Regions from separate parts of the Mus musculus genome. Here region 2 is linked to region 1. Evidence: chromatin contacts called from public HiChIP or PLAC-seq data. All regions are on one chromosome and are shown on one strand. Each heading gives the region's core, a stretch centred on a gene start, on an enhancer-like site or on the middle of the called end of the contact. The rest is flanking DNA. Distances are from core to core; before and after follow the strand shown. Region 1 overlaps Snx6 (sorting nexin 6). Region 2 has its middle 24 kb from the start of Snx6.

The links. HiChIP or PLAC-seq counts read pairs in DNA pulled down with a chosen protein or histone mark.
Region 2: an H3K27ac HiChIP or PLAC-seq map of extraembryonic endoderm stem cells shows a contact between it and region 1. The contact joins two enhancer-like sites. A contact is called at or near these places in 3 of 15 datasets of contacts at CTCF or cohesin (CD8 T cells, the G1E-ER4 cell line and pro-B cells), 13 of 484 Hi-C or Micro-C datasets (the Ba/F3 cell line, the G1E-ER4 cell line, the HL-1 cell line and 3 more), 5 of 115 datasets of contacts at active chromatin or transcription factors (CD8 T cells, embryonic stem cells, extraembryonic endoderm stem cells and 2 more) and 3 of 9 other capture datasets (adipose tissue, liver and pancreatic islet).

What each region holds. Positions count from the first base shown.
Region 1 is chr12:54,745,380-54,748,320 of GRCm38.p6, reverse strand. It overlaps Snx6 (sorting nexin 6), which reads left to right. Exons shown (of 14, transcript NM_026998.3): 14 at 1,262-1,964. The coding sequence ends at 1,315. Among named protein-coding and RNA genes, the nearest start is that of Gm22317, 8.2 kb to the right of the region's middle. Within about 2 kb of position 1,525, at least 5 of the 459 cell types and tissues checked have an H3K27ac peak or open chromatin away from gene starts, as enhancers often do. A contact at or near this core is called in extraembryonic endoderm stem cells, where this site is marked.
Region 2 is chr12:54,818,041-54,820,981 of GRCm38.p6, reverse strand. No RefSeq gene overlaps it. Among named protein-coding and RNA genes, the nearest start is that of Snx6, 24 kb to the right of the region's middle. Within about 2 kb of position 1,416, at least 70 of the 459 cell types and tissues checked have an H3K27ac peak or open chromatin away from gene starts, as enhancers often do. A contact at or near this core is called in extraembryonic endoderm stem cells, where this site is marked.

The DNA.
Region 1 (2,941 bases), core at 276-2,775:
TTCAATCCTGATCCACCAGCAAAGAAAGCCTGGGTCTGGCTTGGGTATTTGAAACCCCAAAGCCCACCCCACCCCCCAACCGCCTCCTTGACACAGTTCCTCTAACAAGCCACACCTCCTAATGCCACTCCTAAGTATTTAACTATGAGCCTATGGGGCCATCCTTACTCAAACCACCACAGTGGTTGTGGGGAGTTTAAACCAGATCTCTCTGTAGTCTTAGCTATACTAGAACTTCCATAGATCCATCTACCTGTCTCTATGTCCCAAGTGCTGGGATTAAAGATATGTCTCACTGCCAGGCGGAGGCAGAGACAGGCCGATTTCTGAGTTCGGGGCCAGCCTGGTCTACAGAGTGAGTTCCAGGACAGCCAGGGCTACACAGAGAAATCCTGTCTCAAAAAACCAGGAAAAAAAAATGTGTCTCACCAGATCCCACTTTTTTTTTCACCAGAAGAGGGCGTCAGATCTCATTACAGATGGTTGTGAGCCACCATGTGGTTGCTGAGATTTGAACTCACGACCTTCGGAAGAGCAGTCAGTGCTCTTAACCGCTGAGCTATCTCTCCAGCCTGGGTTGTTTTTTTGTTTTTTGTTTTTTAATTTTAGTTTAATACTATTACACAATCAAAAATCAAATTCACTAGTTAACCTTGGACTCAAAAGTCTTATTTTACAGCTGGGCGTTGATGGCACATGCCTTTAATCCCAGCACTTGGGAGGCAGAGGCAGGCGGATTTCTGAGTTCGAGGCCAGCCTGGCCTACAGAGTGAGTTCCAGGACAGCCAGGGCTATACAGAGAAACCCTGTATCGAAAAAAACAAAAACAAAAAAACAGCCTTTGTGGCTCACATCTGTCATCCCAGCACTCTGGAGCCTGAGATAGGGGAATCATGAGTGCAAGGCCAGCCTGGTATATACCATAAAAGCTTTGTCTCAGATGTGAAATAAAATATATTTTTTACAAATGAATTTTTTTAAGTAGAACAATCTAAACCATTCTCATCTAGGTAGAAACTTATTTACTTAACAGGTTGGTACTTTGTTTTTAAACTGTTATAGAGATGTTTCCAGAATTGTGACATTAGAGTACAATTTTTCTTTTATGCTTGCTTTCTTGCTTGCTTGTGTGTGGCTCCTGACAAACATGCAGGCAAAACACCCAAATACATCAAATAGTAATAAAAACAATATTTACAAACAACTCTTTGAAGCTGTTAGGACTGGCATACCTGGTGACTGCCTGTTTCCTCCTCACCAGGGCAACCTTCAGCTCCTTCAGAACTGCCTTGCGGTTTTAAATGGAGACACATAGGCTTCACTCTGCCTTCTGTCAAAAAGGGCTGCCTTCAAATCCAGTTTGTTTTCCTGACGACCTCCCTCCGGCATCTAAGCTCACTGGGAACAACAGAGACAGCGGGCACAGTGCATCAGCTCTTCTTCTGAGAGACAGTGGAGCAGCAGGGCTCACCGGCTGCAGGGCAGCGGCCTGCCACCTCGCACTCCACCTTCCAAGAAGCCCAAAGTTCTACCCTCTCTTTTCTTTGAGAAGCCTGTCTTACTGTGTTTATTTCCTATGTGGCGGTTCTGTGGCTGCAGGCCTTATTTACCTAAGAATCGCTTGTCCTGTTTTAACATTCTCAAAGTACTCTCTGTTCACACAAGATAAAGGTTGCCTTTCTGAATATTTTTTAAGCATCCTGTTCCCTTAGTTCTTTCATGTATCTGTGTAAAGCGTCTTAACGAGACTTACTTTGAATTAATGAACGTAGAAGTTTCGGGTCAGACTTTATGTAAGCTTTATAAGTATGATCTCTGAAGAAAAGCAGATGCGTTAGTATGTTTGCCTTAAACTTGTGGACTAAACCAATATTGTAAACGCCCAGAGACAGCAGTGGCGTTTTGACTCCATGCTCCTTGTATGGCTCTGGAATTCAGGGTAGCGATAATAAATCTACTCCGGCATTATGCTTTACAGTGAAGGTCTTTTCTTTATCTTTTTTTTTTCTTTCTTTCCTCCCTCCCCCACCCCCCGGCCCCCTTTGTTTGAAATGGCCAAACCAGGTTCACTGAATGCTTTACCTCACGTAGAGTGACCTTCTGGGTGCACTGATTCAAAATGCAGGAGTATCATGGTTCCCTAGATCCCCGTCTACAATTCCCTGGATTCCCTGCCTATCTCAGCAGATAACCGGGAGACATTCGTCAGCCGAGCCATTTGGTGGCTACCATGGCTGTCTAGTGAGTGGTGTAGAGGAAAAGCTATCTGCTAGGAGGAGGGAGGGGGTGGTCCCCAGGACGAAAGGTGGGGTGCAGACAGATGAAGAGTCCCTGGGTCTGTGTCACCCACGCCTGGTCTTTCTGACTGGCCCAGACTGCTTCCTGTGCCCCCAGTGTAAACTGGACTTGGATGATGGACTTCTCATATATTTCTTACTCCTCTCCTATTTGGAAACCACAGGGAGTTCGGCTGGTCACCCTGGAACGAGTTCCTAGTTTGTTTACATTTCTACAAACCACCCTGATGATTCTGGGTCAGGGTCTACCCAAGACCCAGACCCAGCCTCCTCCCTCTGCTGGTTAGTGTGCTTGCTCTCTTGACATGTTTGCCGGTGCCGTTCCAACGTTGGTTTTTCTGTTATCGGCCCAGACATTTTTTGTCCTTTGTGTGCGTGACCCTAATTGGTAGAAATACACCCACTCGTGTCCCAGTGGGTGAGTGCAGGACCAAGGGCCCTTGCTTCTGGATTCCCTCCCACCCTCACCAGCTGCTCTTGAAGCCTCAATCCGGTATGGGCAAGAGCCTCTTCTGGCTTCTCCATTCTCTGCTATAAAGGACATGTTGACCTACCTCACAGGGATGTTGTGAGGACTAATAAATGTTGGTGCCGTGCTTCAGAAATGTGAAGGTGTGTAATAGCCGAGAAATGGAAGAGGGACA
Region 2 (2,941 bases), core at 167-2,666, 73 kb before region 1:
ATCTATGAACCCAATAGGTGGTCTAAAGATCTGTAGATATCTTCTCTGAGACCCTTGAGGTCAGCACATCTGTAAGGGTAACTAATGTGTTCAGTCCTGCATCTGTAATTGCAATGTCTGACTTCTGCTTTCTGCCAGTTGAGTAACAGGAAGTAAATTTGCTACAGAGTTGTCTTTTTTTTTTTTTTTTTTTTAAAGGAGAACAAAGTTTTGAATGAACGGTTTAGAAGTCTGAGGGAGATCTTTGAAAAGTACTAAAAGGTGGGGCCTGGGGTCACAGAGGTCTCTCAGCAACACCCAGCTGCCTTCAGGCTGAGCGAAGAACCACTAAAAAGAATTAGGTAGAGGTCAATAGATTTGTTTTATTTCTGAAGATCTGTTTTCGCCCCCTCTGAAAAGAAGCACTGTTTAATGACTCTGCAATATTTGTAAATCGAGTTGCTGAAGAACAAAACCCTACACAAACTAGCTTCAGTAAAATGGGAATTTAAAAGAATTTGAGCTGCACAGAATTTAGAGAGCTATGTGTTTCCCTTTCCCCCTGCTGTGCTGGATCCCTCGAAGCTTAGAACTGGGGCATAGCTCAATCTGCTTGCCCTGGGTTGATCTCTGGCTCTGGGTAGTGGTACCTGCCTGTAATCCCAGCACTGTAGAGGTTGAAAGTGGAGAATCCAAAAGTCAAGGTCGTAGTCACCTACGCCTTGAGTCTCAGGCCAGCCAGGACTGATAGGACTCTGTTTTAAAACAAAACAAGCCTGGTGCGGTGGCGCACACATTTAATCCCAGCACTTGGGATGTAGAGACAGGTGCATCTCTGTAACTTCAAGACCAGGCTGAACTATATAACAAGTTCCAAGCCAGCCAGGACTACACAGTGAGACCTTGTCTTAAAATAAAACAACCTAGACAAACCAACAAACAAAACAAAGCCCCAAAAGACAAAACTCCCAAACAAACCACTAATAAGGCTGTGAAATGTCAGAGTGCAAAAGAAACTTCACTAAAATCAAGGTCTACCATGGGAGTTTTGGCAGAGCTGCGTTCCTTCTGGTGACAGTATGTTTGCTGGTCTTGTCCTGCTTCAGGAACCTGGCTGCACCACTTAGCTCTGGTTCGCTTCTGCCTTCCAGCCAGAGACTGGAGTTTTTCTCACAGTGCTATCCCAGTTTCCTACTCGGCCTCACTCCCCACTTGTAAGGGCCTCTGGACTATAAGTATGCCATGTCTACATATGCTTATCTGGGTAGGCCGGAAGGATCTTCTTATCTCCAGGTCTTTAATTCCCTCTGCAAACTTAATTGTCCTTTGTCATGAAAGGCAGTACAGTCGCAGTTGTTAGAGGTTAGGACCTGGGCTAGAAGCTATGCTCAGAATCTTGCCTATTGTACCACATAAGTGTTGATCATAGAAGTGTGCCACCACCACTGTGGGGTAACAGGATGGCTCAGCAGGCAAAAGGTGACTGTCACCAAACCTGAAGACCTGAGTCTGATCCCTGGAACCTACATGGTAGAAGAAAACCAACTCCCAGAAGTTGTCCTCTGACCTCCACATCCGTGTGCCCCCAAATAAGTAACTAACAAGCAAGCATGAGGCACTCAGGCACCTGGCCAAGCCACAGGAAAGGTTCAGTCTCTGAGGGAGTCTCCCAGCAGGATGCCTGTAGATTGGCAGAAAGAGAAAAAGACAAAGCTTCCTGGAAACTTTTGCTTAGCAGCACTCCACGTTTGGTTCTGTTTGTTTTTGCTTTTTTTCCCCTCTGTTTTTCTTTTGTTTTTGTGTATTTTTTAAAGGTTTATTTATTATTATATGTAAGTACACTGTAGCTGTCTTCAGACACACCTGAAGTGGGCGTCAGATCTCATTACAGATGGTTGTGAGCCACCATGTGGTTGCTGGGATTTGAACTCAGGATCTTCAGAAGAGCAGTCAGTGCTCTTAACCACCAAGCCATCTCTCCAGCTTCCTGTTTTTCTTTTATTAAGTAGATTTTTTTTCATACAATTTATTCTGACTATATATTTCTGAGATCCTCCCCACTTGTCCCTTCTCTTCCAAATAACACACCTTTTCTGCCTCTCCTTAGAAAACAAACAGGCATCAAAACAATAATAAAACAAGATAAAACAAAACTGGCTTCAGACAAAACCAACAGAAAGAAAAAAAGAAAACAAAAAAAGCGTCAGAAACGCATACGGAGCAAAGCACATGTGCACTGCACACACAGGAGCCCCATAAAAACTCATAACCAGAAGCCATAATAGATACACAAAAGATCTGTCAGGTTAAAAAAAAATTGTCTGCCGGGCGGTGGTGGCACACACCTGACAAAACATTATGAGACAAAGAGCCTCCAAAGAGCCACTGAGTTCGTTTTTTGTGTTGGCCAATTACTGCTGAATATGGGGACTATCCTTAGGAATAGTTTGAACATTTCCTGCCCTCTACTTCTCTTGGGTGTGTTTGCTTCTTTTTGTTCTAGAACTTTCAGGTGTGCTATTAAGTTACTAGTGTGGGACCTTTCCAGTTTCTTTATGAAGGCTCTTAGTGCTATGAGCTTTCCTCTTAGCACTGCTTTCATCGTCTCCCATAAGTCTGTGAATGTTGTCCTTGATTCTCATTGAGTTCTAGGAAATCTTCCATTGCTTCATTTCTGCCTTGACCCAGTAGTCACTCAGTATAGGGTTGTTCAGTTTCTATGAATTTGTAGGCTTTCTGTTGTTATCGAAGTCCAGCTTAAGTCCTCTGATAGGATGCAAGGCGTCATTTCCATTGTCTTGAATCTGTTGAGACTTGCTTTCTGACGGAGTCTGTGGACAATTCTGGAGAATGTTCCATGAGGAACCGAGAAAAGATATATTCTTTTGTGTTTGGGTGAGCCGTTCTATAGATAACTGTCGGCTCCATTACTTCTACGTCTAGCTTTTGTCTAGATGTCGTC